Linked DNA regions of Sus scrofa: regions 1 and 3 are each linked to region 2. A link is a contact called in public HiChIP or PLAC-seq and promoter capture Hi-C data. All regions are on one chromosome and are shown on one strand. The core of a region is the stretch at or near the end of the contact, and the rest is flanking DNA. Distances in the headings are between cores, read along the strand shown. Region 1 holds the start of SLC25A20 (mitochondrial carnitine/acylcarnitine carrier protein). Region 2 holds the start of PRKAR2A (protein kinase cAMP-dependent type II regulatory subunit alpha). Region 3 holds the start of ARIH2OS.

Evidence for each region. Promoter capture Hi-C pulls out the DNA fragments that hold promoters and counts their contacts. HiChIP or PLAC-seq counts read pairs in DNA pulled down with a chosen protein or histone mark.
Region 1: a contact with region 2 is called in an H3K27ac HiChIP or PLAC-seq map of alveolar macrophages. The contact joins the promoter of SLC25A20 here to the promoter of PRKAR2A in region 2. A contact is called at or near these places in 6 of 47 Hi-C or Micro-C datasets (embryonic fibroblasts, fetal heart ventricle, heart right ventricle and 2 more) and 2 of 2 datasets of contacts at active chromatin or transcription factors (alveolar macrophages and skeletal muscle).
Region 3: a promoter capture Hi-C map of fetal skeletal muscle shows a contact between it and region 2, with 3 times the contacts expected there. The contact joins the promoter of ARIH2OS here to the promoter of PRKAR2A in region 2. A contact is called at or near these places in 2 of 5 promoter capture datasets (fetal skeletal muscle and liver), 3 of 47 Hi-C or Micro-C datasets (heart right ventricle, liver and skeletal muscle) and 2 of 2 datasets of contacts at active chromatin or transcription factors (alveolar macrophages and skeletal muscle).

Annotation. Positions count from the first base shown.
Region 1 is chr13:31,550,667-31,555,004 of Sscrofa11.1, reverse strand. It overlaps SLC25A20 (mitochondrial carnitine/acylcarnitine carrier protein), which reads left to right and starts at 1,716. Exons shown (of 9, transcript XM_003483178.4): 1 at 1,716-1,926. The coding sequence starts at 1,822.
Region 2 is chr13:31,515,669-31,519,605 of Sscrofa11.1, reverse strand. PRKAR2A (protein kinase cAMP-dependent type II regulatory subunit alpha) reads left to right here and starts at 2,601. Exons shown (of 11, transcript NM_214258.2): 1 at 2,601-2,854. The coding sequence starts at 2,602.
Region 3 is chr13:31,568,169-31,572,642 of Sscrofa11.1, reverse strand. ARIH2OS reads left to right here and starts at 2,095. Exons shown (of 3, transcript XM_013981653.2): 1 at 2,095-2,179; 2 at 2,260-2,513; 3 at 2,515-2,878. The coding sequence starts at 2,095. The coding sequence ends at 2,817. ARIH2 (E3 ubiquitin-protein ligase ARIH2) reads right to left here and starts at 2,617. Exons shown (of 16, transcript XM_003132197.6): 1 at 2,398-2,617.

The DNA of each region.
Region 1 (4,338 bases), core at 467-2,966, 36 kb before region 2:
AAATGGATTTTCTAAAACAAATCTGATGTCACCACTGTGGTTAAAATTCTTCCATGGTTCCCCATCCCATCTAGAAAAAGCCTATAGCTCAGAGTAAACAGGGTTTCGAGCCTTGCCCCAACTTGTTGCTTTCCACTCCCCTACAGGCCTTCTGTACTAGACAGGCCAGTTACTTCCTGATCCCAATCCTGACCCTGTCACTCATCTTTCCACCCCTAGCATATGTGGTCCACCCTCCCCATTCTAGGCTTCTTGCTAGCCTAGGAGAGCCTACAAAGGAGGACTATTAACACGTCAGCTTGGCAGTGAGGTACTTGCTGCAGAATAGGGGTATGTTTACTGTTCACAACTTTTTTTTTTTCTTTTTTGGCCGCACCTGTGGCATATGGAAGTTCCTGAGCCAAGGAACATACCACAGCAGTGACCCCAGCCACAGCAGTGACAACAGTGGATCCTTAGCCAGTTGAGCCATAAGGGAACTCCAACTGTTCACAACTTTTTAATTTGAGAAATTTCAAACATATGGAAACAATGTAAGAGTAATATAAAAGATCTACTTATAGCACAGGGATTCTTCTCAGTATTCTATAATAACCTATATGGGAAAAGAATCCGAAAAATAATAGATATATGTACATGTATAGCTGAATCACTTTGCTGTACACCTGAAACTAACACAAAGTTGTAAATTAACTATACTTCAATAAAAAATAAACATTTTTTTAAAAAAAGAGTAATATAGTGAATACTTGCATACTGTCTACCTAGAGTAAATAAGCCAAAAACAACAGCATCATCCTTAACTCCTCTCCTACATACCTTATATTCTGTTCATTAACAATTCTTTTAGGTTCTTTCTTCAGAATATATCCAGAATCCAAACATGCCTCACCACCTACTCTGCTGTGCTCTAGTCCAATCCAGCATCTCTGACCAAGACCTTTAGCCTTATAGTCTATTCTCATCCAGCAGTAAGAAGGATCTTGTTAACTCATAAGTCAGACTATGCCACTTTCCTGCATAAAACCCCAGAATGGCTCCCATCTCCTTCAGAGGAGAGACTGATGCCCTTACAGAGGCTCACAAAGTCCTGCTTGATATGCCACCATTACCTTCATGTTTTCATCTATCTAATTCTGCTCTAGCTACAAAGGCCTCCCTCTGGCATCTCTAACTGGTCAGGCACAGCCCATCTCCGGGTTTTTTGCATTCTTTTCTTCTGCCTGTAAGGTCCCTCCCCATCCCCTTCACATCTGTGGACAGAACTCACCTTCTCAGGTCCTGAATCCAGTCACCTTCTCAGTGAAACCCTCCTTTACTCATCTAATTAAAATTGCAAATTACTTGCCCCCCATCCTCTTCCCAGATTTATTTTTCTTCATTGCAGTTATCACCACTGGATACATTGCATTTTCCACTTATTTATCCTCGTTATGGTCTGTAAGATCCATAAGAACAGGGACCCCTGCGCAGTGTTACCAGCTGTGCCTCCAGCACCTGGAAAGGAGCCTGTCACACAGCAGAGTGCCATCAACTTCTGCCAACCGAGTGGAGGAACGAGAACCTAAAACAGACCTTTCACAACGCGTCTCGGCCAGCCCCTACTCCTTCAAGCCATCGAGGCGGGACTTCGGACGGAAGAAGCCCTCCCCCGGCGGAAGCCGGGCCGGGGGGAGCGGTCTAGACCCTCCTCCCGACCTGCCCCGGGCTTATGCCCCGCCCACCCAAAAGTAGGGGAAAGGTCGGCGGTTCCGGCGCTGTGGCTGGAGCGGTAGGGCGAGAGCCGCTGGAAAGCTGCAGATACTGTGACTCAGACGGACCATGGCAGACCAGGCAAAGCCCATTAGCCCTCTCAAGAATCTGCTGGCCGGCGGCTTTGGAGGCATGTGCCTGGTGTTCGTGGGGCATCCGCTGGACACGGTCAAGGTGCGAGAAGGCTGGGGCGCGGGCCGGAGGGAGGAGGCCCAGGCAGGGAGCGAAAAGCAGGGTCTCCCTCGAGGCTCGGCCTAGGACAGAAGGGGTCCCGCAGGAGCTTCCACGAGAAGTCCAGGGAATTTTCATTTCACTCCTTTTGGGGGTCTGGGAAACTGTTCCTGCACCCCAAAGAGCTGAATGGCACAGAACGAGCAGCTTCTAACCGTTCACCAAGGTCTCTTGATTTATTTATTTATATATATCTATTTTTATATATTTGTCTCTTTAAGGCCGCACCAGCAGCATATTGAGGTTCCCAGGCTGGGGGTGGGATGGGCGCTGTAGCTGCCAGCCTATGCCACAGCCACAGCAATGCAGGATCCTAGCCTTGTCTGCTGCCTACACCACAGCTCATGGCAGTGCGAGATCCTTAACCCACTGAGTGAGGTCAGGGATCGAACCAGCGTCCTGATGGATGCTAGTCAGCTTCCTTAACCGTTGAGCCACGACAGGAACCACAGGGCCCTTGATTTAAATAAATGTCTCCGTCCGGCAGCCTCTTATCTGGTGCCACCTCTTTGGGAATGGAAGCTCTGACTTCTGCATTCCCTCATGTTATCAGCAAGTTAGAAACAGTTCATCTGAAAGCCCCCTTCCAGAAGAGAGCTAAAGACTGAGGCATCGTTTTTCTGGAACGTGTCTTTTGACACATTCCTCTGAGCCAGAGTGCTCCATCACTATTTCCTTTGCACCTTTCTTGACCCAGAGAGGGGCTTGACCAACTTAAACCTGTCACCCTACAGTAGCTTGAGTGGCTTCTTATGGGAAGTGATGATGTCCTCAGTTACTGAGCCTCTTCCAAGGAAAGCAGGTGATCAGCTTTGTCCAGGGCTGGGCAGATCCTCACAACAACTAAAGAAGCCATGGTCAGATTGAGGCTCTGGGAAGGGGAAAACACATCAGGGTTTGTTCCTTGTTTATTCTCACATGATGCCGCAATTCTTCCCCCTGAAACACTTTAAGAAAGTGACTCTTAAAGTGCTCTGTGACTTTGCATTCAAAGCTTCATCTTAGTTTTCTCACCTTATTTCTGAACACACACTTGGAGGAAATTGACAGATAATGGTGAGGTTGAGCCTGGGGAATAGACATGAGTCTATAGAGTGGGAAGCCTCTGTAGGGGACTTATATAATGCTGGACAGGGTTTCCTCAACAGAGAATTTGCTTTGGGGACATTCTCTAGGCAAGTTTGGGCAGGAAGCTCCTTGCTGTCTTTCATCTAGGAGAGGATCTGGGGTTATTCTATCACAAACCAGGATTAAAGCAGCCGGGCTGGTTTGGGCCCTGTGAAATATGAAATCAGATGTTTACTCAGTATTTGGTAAATGCCGTGTGTGTTAGGGCTTCCCAGACAGTGGTTATTGCTAAGCAGCACTGTCTAGTAAGAGAATAGAATTGCCTGGTTTCTCTTCTTACTATTGATCTATGTAGGTGGAAATCTTGTTAGTTCCAGGCATCTGGGGCCTCTCTTTAAAGACAAACAAAGCCTTGTTGTTCCCTTATAGGAGCTCTGTACCCTCTTGCCCTTTCTCCCCATTCCCAGGAAGGGCCCAGTGACCTCTGTACTGAAAAGTAAATGACCGAAAATGCTAAGTGGCAATTTTAATAGCCACAAAGTCTCCTTTTAGCTTAAGGCAGAACTGCATATTGCTGACTGCTATCATTTTGACCTCAGAGAGCCAGGTAGGATCTAATCAGAGTCTGGCTTGAAGGCACTTTCAGAGGTCCAAGGTGACTAACGGTGGCTTGAGAAGGCAAGAGCTGCAGCACTTCACAGTTGGAGCTTGGAAAGGCTCTATAGCAGGTGGTTAAGGGCTGGTTGAGTTCTGACTGAAGAAGTAGGGAGACCCGGACATTCTGCATAGGGGGAGGGCAGGAGTGAAGGTGAATATAGGCTAGGCAGTGGAAGCCAGGTTATAAAATAAGACCAGCCATGGAGGACTTTAATGTTCTTGCTGGGCTGGGGTGCTTGATGTCATGAGACAGGTATGAGATTTATACAAAATCACAAAAAGGTATCAGGCAGAAGTTTTGATCCATTTCTCTCTTCCTATTACTAGGGGAGGTTGTGCTTGACCATGGAGGATCTGAAGGCCAAGTAAGGGATTTTGGATGTAAAGCAGTGAGAGCCTCTGGATGTTTCTTGTGTAGTGTCCCATAAACACCTCAGACCTGCATGTTACCTCCATTGCCTAGAGAGAGAGTTTTCCTTAGTGTGGGATATAAGGCCTCAACAAATACAACAATGAGAAATTTCAAGTAATAGAGGAACAGCATGGTGAAAATGGTGTCTTGGAGAGGTTAGTATGATAGCAACATGAGAAGGATTTGGAAGTAGAACTCTGAGCACGAAAAAGATGGCA
Region 2 (3,937 bases), core at 1,352-3,851:
TTTGTCTTTTTCAGGGCCACACCTATGGCATATGGAGGCTCCCAGGTCAGGGGTCTAATCGGAGCTACAGCTGCTGGCCTATGCCAGAGCCACAGCAACGCCAGATCCGAGCTGCTTCTGGGCCTACACCACAGCTCACGGCAACGCTGGATCCTTAACCCACCCAGCAAGGCCAGGGATCGAACCCATGACCTCATGGTTCCTAGGATTCATTTCTGCTGTGCCACGACAGAACTCCAGAAGCACAGCTATGATGCAAAGGATCTTAGTTCTGAGACTGAGGTCAAGAGAGCAGTTTCATTGGCTCTTCTTTCTGTACAGAAATTTATCATTCATTTACTTTTTCATCATTAATTCAGTAAATCTGCCCCAAGAGTGTGCAGTAAGGACCCAGTAGGGAACAAGCTTATACTATCCCTTCCTTCACAAATTTTTTTTTTAAGTATTCTTTTTTTTTTTTTAATTTTTGTTGTTGTTGTTGTTGCTATTTCTTGGGCCGCTCCCGCGGCATATGGAGATTCCCAGGCTAGGGGTCCAATCGGAGCTGTAGCCGCCAACCTACGCCAGAGCCACAGCAACTCGGGATCCGAGCCACGTCTGCAACCTACACCACAGCTCACGGCAACGCCGGATCCTTAACCCACTGAGCAACGGCAGGGACCGAACCCGCAATCTCATGGTTCCTAGTCGGATTCGTTAACCACTGCGCCATGACGGGAACTCCCCTTCTTTCACAAATTTGACAGTCCAGGACGCTTTCCAGCAGTCAAGAAACTTATCCAGGGAGATACCACTGTTTGGAATCACAGGCCTGCCTGGCCTAGAGCTGGGTAGCATCTATACCAGTGGGGGCTGGATGTTCCTGCTTCTTGAAGCTCAGTTCCCAGCAGCACTGAGCTCCTGGGTGTGTGCCAAGCTAATATGAGAGATCCTAGTGAGGATTTTAATTAATGCTGGGTAATTACCAGGTGGAGCGTAACCATCCCAAATGCCTTTCAGATTCCCAGGGCTACATCTAGTCACTTTCTGCCTGGGCCCAGCAAAGAGAGGGAGGATTCTATCCTATGCCCTCTGAGTCTTTGGTCAGCACTTATGCTGTATGGACATCCCAGAAAAGTTTCTACCTTTTCCTGTTCCCCTCCAATTTGGTGTGCATGAAGGGGCAACTTGGGAAATAGCATGGCTTCTCCAGTTTCACCTATGCCCTCTCCCCAGGGGCAAAGGATATCTGTGCCTTGTGGTCTGCTCAACACCATTAAAGTACTGCTGGCCCAGGGTGGAATATAGGGATAGAAGAGATATCCAGACCTAGTCCTGGGAATCCTGATTGTATTGCTCAAGAGGAGAAAAAGGCACAGTGGTCATTCCTGCTCTGGGACTTTCTCTTTCTCTCTTGCTCTCTCTGATTTTTGTTGTTGTTGTTGTTCTACCCAGTTTTGTGGAGGGTTTCTTGCCCTTTTTTGGAGGCTTAAGTTCTTCTGCCAGTGTTCAATAGATGTTCTGTGCGAATTGTTCTATGTGTAGTTTTGTTTTTTTGATGCGTGTGCCACTTCCAAGTTGAGCTCTGCGGTCCTGCAAGCCGTAGAGCACATGGAGTGGGAGTTGTCAAAAAACAACTTTCTTTTGTGGGAGAAGGTGAGGGAGACATCTTAACTCCTCTGCCATCTCGATCCTTCTCTCCTGCTCTGGGTCTTATTCCCTTTTCTCAAGGAACATGTTTGACCTTCTGAGCTCTTCCAGGCTTATTTATCTGCCTTTGGCTCCAAAATTACTATATCACTGAAACTCCTCCTATCTACAAGGTCTTCTCCCTTTGACATCTCACAGTCTTCCTGCCAAGACTTCTGAGGGGCCTATGGTCATGCCACTATTCCACCCTGAGGTCTGGGTGGTTCTGACTTTACCAGGTCTTTGCACTTACTGCCCTCTAGGCCACATGGCTTTTCTTCAGATGCTCCTATGGCCAGATCCTGCCCAGGCCTCTGAGCCAGCTTAAATGCCATCCCCTAATGTGGGCCCTCTTGCTCTGCACTATAGCTGGAACCACTCTGAGGTGGTAATGTGCATTTTTACGTTGACTCTCGGTTATGTCCCTGGCACTTAGTAAGGGCTAGCAAACGGGAGGATCCTAGGGTGTGTTGAAAGTAGAAATTAAAAATAAGCGGCGCCAATGGACCCGCTTAACGGGAAAACCATTAATTGCTGCGCCTTGCGGAGAGACTGCCCGGCAGGCCCGGTGGGCTATTGGCGCACGCGCACTGAGGGCCAGAGCGCTGGCGGGAGCGCGCACGCCCGCGGCAGCGTGCGTCACAACCCGGGCTCCTGCCCCGCCCGTCCCGCTTGCCCGCCTGTCGGTACCCGCGGCTACGGCGGCGGCTGCCCAGTGACAGCGGCGGCGGTACCAGGCCGGCCGGAGTAGCGTAGGGTGGCGTGACCCGGAAACGCACACCCGGCCAAAGGGCGACCTGGCGCGAGGGGGGCCCAGCCCAGGTCGCGCGTGAGGAGACCTCGCGGGTGCCGGGCGGGAGGCCGGCGTGAGGGAGCGCCCAGACAGTGGCTGCCGGCGGCCGGGTCCTGCCTGTCCTCGCGGCCGCCGCCGGCATGAGCCACATCCAGATCCCGCCTGGGCTCACGGAGCTGCTGCAGGGCTACACCGTGGAGGTGCTGCGGCGGCAGCCACCCGACCTGGTCGACTTCGCGGTGGACTACTTCACCCGCCTGCGCGAGGCCCGCTCCCGAGCCTCCACCCCACCCGCCGCCCCTCCTTCCGGCTCCCAGGATCTAGAGCCCAGCTCTGGCCTTGTCACCGACGCGATCGCGGACAGCGAGTCGGAGGACGACGAGGACTTGGACGGTAGGAGGCAGGCTGGGCCAGGGGTCGCGGTGGGGGGGTCGAAGGAGCAGTGGCGGGTCGGGTAGGGGTCTCTAGGAGTTCCAGAGGGGGCTTCGGGGGCTAGGCCTGCAACCCTGGGCCCGGGACCTTGAAGCTCTCGAGCGGAGTTTGTCTGGGTTCCCGAACGGCGGGCTTGATCCCCGCGTGTGCCACTTCCAAATTGAGCTCGGCAGTCCTGCGAGCCGTAGAGCGCACGGAGTGGGAGTTGTCAGATTCAGCTCAAGAGAAACGTGCGCGCTTTCGGCCCGCATGCTGGCGCGGGGCCGGAGGGGCGTGGAGCCCACGGCTGCTTGGCCTCTGCTGGAGACCCTTCGCCCACTTTCGTTCCGAAGACAAGAACATTCACATCCACTGACTCATATTTCATAGCCAGGAAGGTAACTTTGTCTGGAAAGAATTCATTTTGTGAAGTTATTGTGAAAAACTTCGAGCATATACAAAAATAGAGAGAAAATGTGAAATGAACCCCCTATATGCCATCACCCCCATTACACAGTTGAAAGATCTGTCACAGATGTTTCAGCTGTATTTTTTTTTTCCTCTTTGCTGAAGTATTTTAAAGCAAATTCCAGCATTTCACCCTTGGTCCTTGAGTATGCATTTCTTAAAGTACGGATCCTGGAAAGAAAAAAAACCCTATATATATAATATCTATCTATCTATATATATATATATATACACACACACACATAATAATATAATAATAATTTATATATATATATAAATTTGGCTAAGATAATTGGATCAAATAAATTTGATGAGGGTAAACAATAACTTTTTTTAGCATACGGGTTGCAGGAAAGAGAACAGTAACACTTTCTATATATATTTAAGCAGGGTTGTCAGAAAGCAATTCCATTTTCCTTGGTTGCTTCAACATAGGCTTTGTCAACTTAACAATAGAATTACCCTACTTTTGAACAGCCAGATTTTTTGAACTCATTTTAAAAAATTAAATTATAGGAGTTCCCGTTGTGGCGCAGTGGACAAATCTGACTAGGAACCATGAGGTTGCAGGTTTGATCCCTGGCCTTGCTCAGTGGG
Region 3 (4,474 bases), core at 846-3,345, 54 kb before region 2:
TCATGAAAAAATTATTTTCAAATAAAAAAACGCCCCAGGAGTTTCCATTGTGGCTCAGTAGTTAACAAATCTGACTAGCATCCATGAGGACGCAGGTTTGATCCCTGGCCTTGCTCAGTGGGTAAGGATCCCCACGTTGCCATGAGCTGTGGTATAGGTTGCAGATGTGGCTCGGATTCCATGTTGCTGTGGCTGTGGTGTAGGCTGGCAGCTATAGCTCTGATTCAAGCCCTAGCCTGGGAACCTCCATATGCAGTGGGTGCAGCCCTAAAAAACAAACAACAACAACAACAACAAAAAAAGTCCCCAACAGAATGCTCACTAGGTAATGTTAACACCCATTTCCCACCTCTCTTCTGACATGTTTAGGGCTATGTGACTTTTCTTTTTTTTCTTTTCACAGCCCCACCTGTGGCATACAGAAGTTCCCAGGCTAAAGGCAGAATCAGAGCTGCAGGTGCAGGCCTACACCACAGTCATGGCAACACCAGATCCAAGCCACATCTGCAACCTACACTGCAGCTTGTGGCAACGCCGGATCCTCAACCCACTAAGAGAGGCCAGATATCAAGCCCTCATCCTCACCAGCACTGTTGGGTTCCTAACCCACTGAGCCACAATGTGAACTCCATTCCTAAAATTTGACTTTTATCTGCATTTTTACATAAGATACTGCTTACTGGGCAAATAAGCATAAACAGTATTATAAATATTGCTCCCATCTGCAAAACAGCACTACCAATAATAGCTTTCATTTAATGACACCAATTTCAGGTCAGATTCATTCTCATTAAATGTTTATAACTCTACAAAGTAGCTATCATCCCCTTCTTATAAATGAGGAAAAGAGTTCAAAAAGATTAAATAACTTGCCCAGGTCCACACTGCTGCCAACCAGTAGAGTCCAGTGTTACACTTTCACCAGATCCGTGGCCTATGAGGACTCCTAACTCCCCATCACTCTCCTGGAGAGCCTAATACTATTCACAAAGCCACCTCCAGAATTACAATAAAAGAGCAAGGTTTTCACTTTCTCCGGATTTCTCTCCAGGATTTGGGCTTTAAGGGTTGCCCACAGGTTTCTCATCAACTTAATACTCAAGAAGGAGGGGAAAACATCAGGCTCCCTTCCAAAAAGAAGAACACCATTTCATACTTACTGAGTGTTCTAAGTCTAGACTTAAATAAAATCTTAATTTTTGTTACCTTTTCAAAGTTAAATAAACTTTATTCTACTTGAAAGAATACTGACACTGCTTAAGGAGACCAGTACGTTATTGCCTTATTACAGAACAGATGATAACGGTTTGATTTCCTCTGGATGTTAAATACTATCCCTACATCCCAAACAGAAAAGGAATAACTGAAACTACTTCCCACTCCACCCCCAAAGTCACGTGTTCAGAAGACCTGACATCCACTCCGTGCTAAAGAATTGAAACGGAAGACTTCTCAGTTTAAAGTTGACATGAGCAAAACAAAAACATTTTGGTGGATCTAACGATGTTTAACTACAGATATAATATTTAGCGCTAAATAGTCATTTACTAAATCTACATCTCCGAAGAAAACCTAGTAAAAAAATATGAATCAGCAACTTAGTTTCAAAACCCTACATTAAATCCGCAAGGTAATACGGTAGTCACTAACAACACACGGTTATTTAACTTAAAAATTAAACAAAATTTAACATTTGGCTGTTCAGTCGCACTATCCATAAATCAAATGCTCAAGGGCTACGGGTGGCTAGTGGTCAAGGGTTACTCAAAGGTACAGAATATACGCATTGTGAGAGAAAGTTCTATGGGACAGGGTAACAATCAGTACTGAGGTGAAGTCATCCGAGAACACAGTAGCCTCTCCCGCGGCTAGCACAGCAGGGTCCCCCGAGGCGGCGGCGCAGTTCCTGGGCTGCATATCGTGTCCGAAGGGCCGGGATATCCGCGAGGACACGGAGCCCACGCGCTGGGGAGCCTTCACTGGCGGGCGTTAACTAGCCGCGCGGGAGGCATTGCGAGAGTTCCCAGTGATGACTCGAATGGGAAACTCCGGAGGCAGTGAGTCTCCCTGGTGTGGCCGGCGGAGAGGGCCCAGATGCGCCGGCGCCAGTCGGTGAGAGGCGCCGGCCTCCGACCTTTACGCGAGCAGAGCAAGCGGCTAGAAGAGGAAAAACGGAGAAGCGCCAGGCGCTAGTCCGCTCAGACTACGGTTTTTAGCCGCCCCTCGGCGGGTAGCAGAGGGCGCTGAGACAGTGAAAAGGCTGCGGGGGGCGCCGGGACCTCGCGGGCAGCGACGAAGGCGGAGCCCCGGCCTGGCTAGGGAGGCGCGAGGAGAGCCCACCCCCCCTCCCCCGGCCCGCTCGGGTAAACAAGGCCGCGACTCGCAATGCGCACTCACCGGGAGCCGCGGCCCCGGGGCCGCTGAGCCCGGGCGGACCAAACTGGGTCGGGCCAGGCCTGAGGAACCGGACACAGGCGCGGCGGCGGCGGAGGCGGCGAGCCAACGCCGGTCAAGGCCCGCGCTGCTTCCTCTGGCGGAGCCTTCTTCGCAGCTCCGGAAGTGTTCGGAGCAGTTGCGTCACTTCCGGCCTGAGGTCGCCCCACGGTCGCCCGGGTCGTGACTGGCGCTGGGTGATAACGCTTCTGCGCGGTTGCTTCTCTGCAGCTTAGCGCTCCGACCCAGAGTGTGCCCAGCGCACTGCCGGCGCCGACTGCTGCGAGGGGCAGCAGAGGAAAGGGTTTGGCTTATTGGAGAGGGGTCACTCACTGCATCTCTTCCTGCTTTCTCCTACCAGCGCCGCCCGCCGGGATACCCTAAACCTGAGTTTTTCTTCTTTCTTTCTTTTTTTTTTTTTGGTCTTTTTGCCTTTTCTTGAGTCTCTCCCGCGGCATATGGAGGTTCCCAGGCTAGGGGTCGAATCGGAGCTGTAGCCACCGGCCTACGCCAGAGCCACATCAACATGGGATCCGAGCCACGTCTGCGACCCACACCAGAGCTCACAGCAACGCCGGATCCTTAACCCACGGAGCAAGGCCAGGGATCGAACCCGCAATCTCATGGTTCCTAGTCAGATTCTTTAACCACTGTGCCACGACGGGAACTCCTAAACCCGAGTTTTTCTGATGGACTCCTCACTTCACCGTTTGTTAGCCGTGTCCGGCACGGAGAAGACACCCTGACGTTCGTGGAATGGATAAAGGACTTCTATTTCCCATCCGCTCTCTGATCAAAGATCAAAGGAGAGCTGGGTCTTCGGGTCAGCGCACCGGGTCGGGATTTTCTGCCTACATTCAGATGCCGTCCCCTGGTGGCCGCGGATCTGCAGGACCACACCAAGCTTCCTTTTCCCTTTCCGCAGCCTACTTCTCCCATTCACCCAAGGCTGAATCTTAACTTTCTTGCTGCACAGTTTCTTCAAGAAGTATAGAAAGTGCCAATATGACATTCAGTACCTTCTATGACCTTTAACAAGTATTATGGATAGATAGAACCATGTAGGCTCACTCAGGTTGCTGCTGGACAGCATGGAAAAGCTGCTTCGGGTTTTTTTTTTGGGGGGGGTGGTATTTTTAGGGCCGCACTCGAAGCATATGGAAGTTCTCAGGCTAGGGATGGTATCATACTGCAGCTGTGGCCTACCCAACAGCCACAGCAACACCAGATCCGAACCAGCCGCGTTTGCAACCTACACCACAGCTCATGGCAACACTGCATCATTAACCCACTGACGCCAGGACCAGGGTTGGAACCTGTGTCCTCATGGGTACTAATCCAGTTCCTTACCACTGAGCCACTGGGGGAACTCCTATTGGTATATTTCTTGTACACGATTTTCAGGTTCCAGTTTAACTCACAGCATGTATCCAAATCAAGTGCATTCAAATACAAAGAAGCCCCAAATTAATTTGAAGTGAAAATTAATAGTAAGGAGTGAATAACATAAGATTATGAATTTTCTAGGAGTTCCCCAGTGGCTCAGTGGTTAACGAATCTAAGAACCGTGAGGTTTCAGGTTTGACCCCTGGCCTCGCTCAGTGGGTTAAGGTTCTGGCGTTGCCGTGAGCTGTGGCGTAGATTGCAGATGCGGCTCAGATGTGGCTCTGGCGTAGACCAGTGGCTACAGCTCCGATTCGATCCCTAGCCTGGGAACCTCCATATGCCACGGAAGCGACCCAAGAAAAGGCAAAAAGACAAAAAAAAAAAATTATAAATTTTATATATTAGTAACGCAAAAGTGTGTGTATAACCCAGTGTACTTATTTTATTTGTTTTGACAAAACATATCCATTACATCATGACATTAGTAAAGGACACAAAATGTATTTTCTGGTAACAAGATATCTTTTACTTAATTAGAATCTCTCACTTTGTGTTATTGGTAATAAATCCTCTCCAATAAATAAAAGGGAACATTTTTTTCTGCGTAATTATTGCATTTGCATCATTCACACATCAAGCATATGGGTGTATTGTA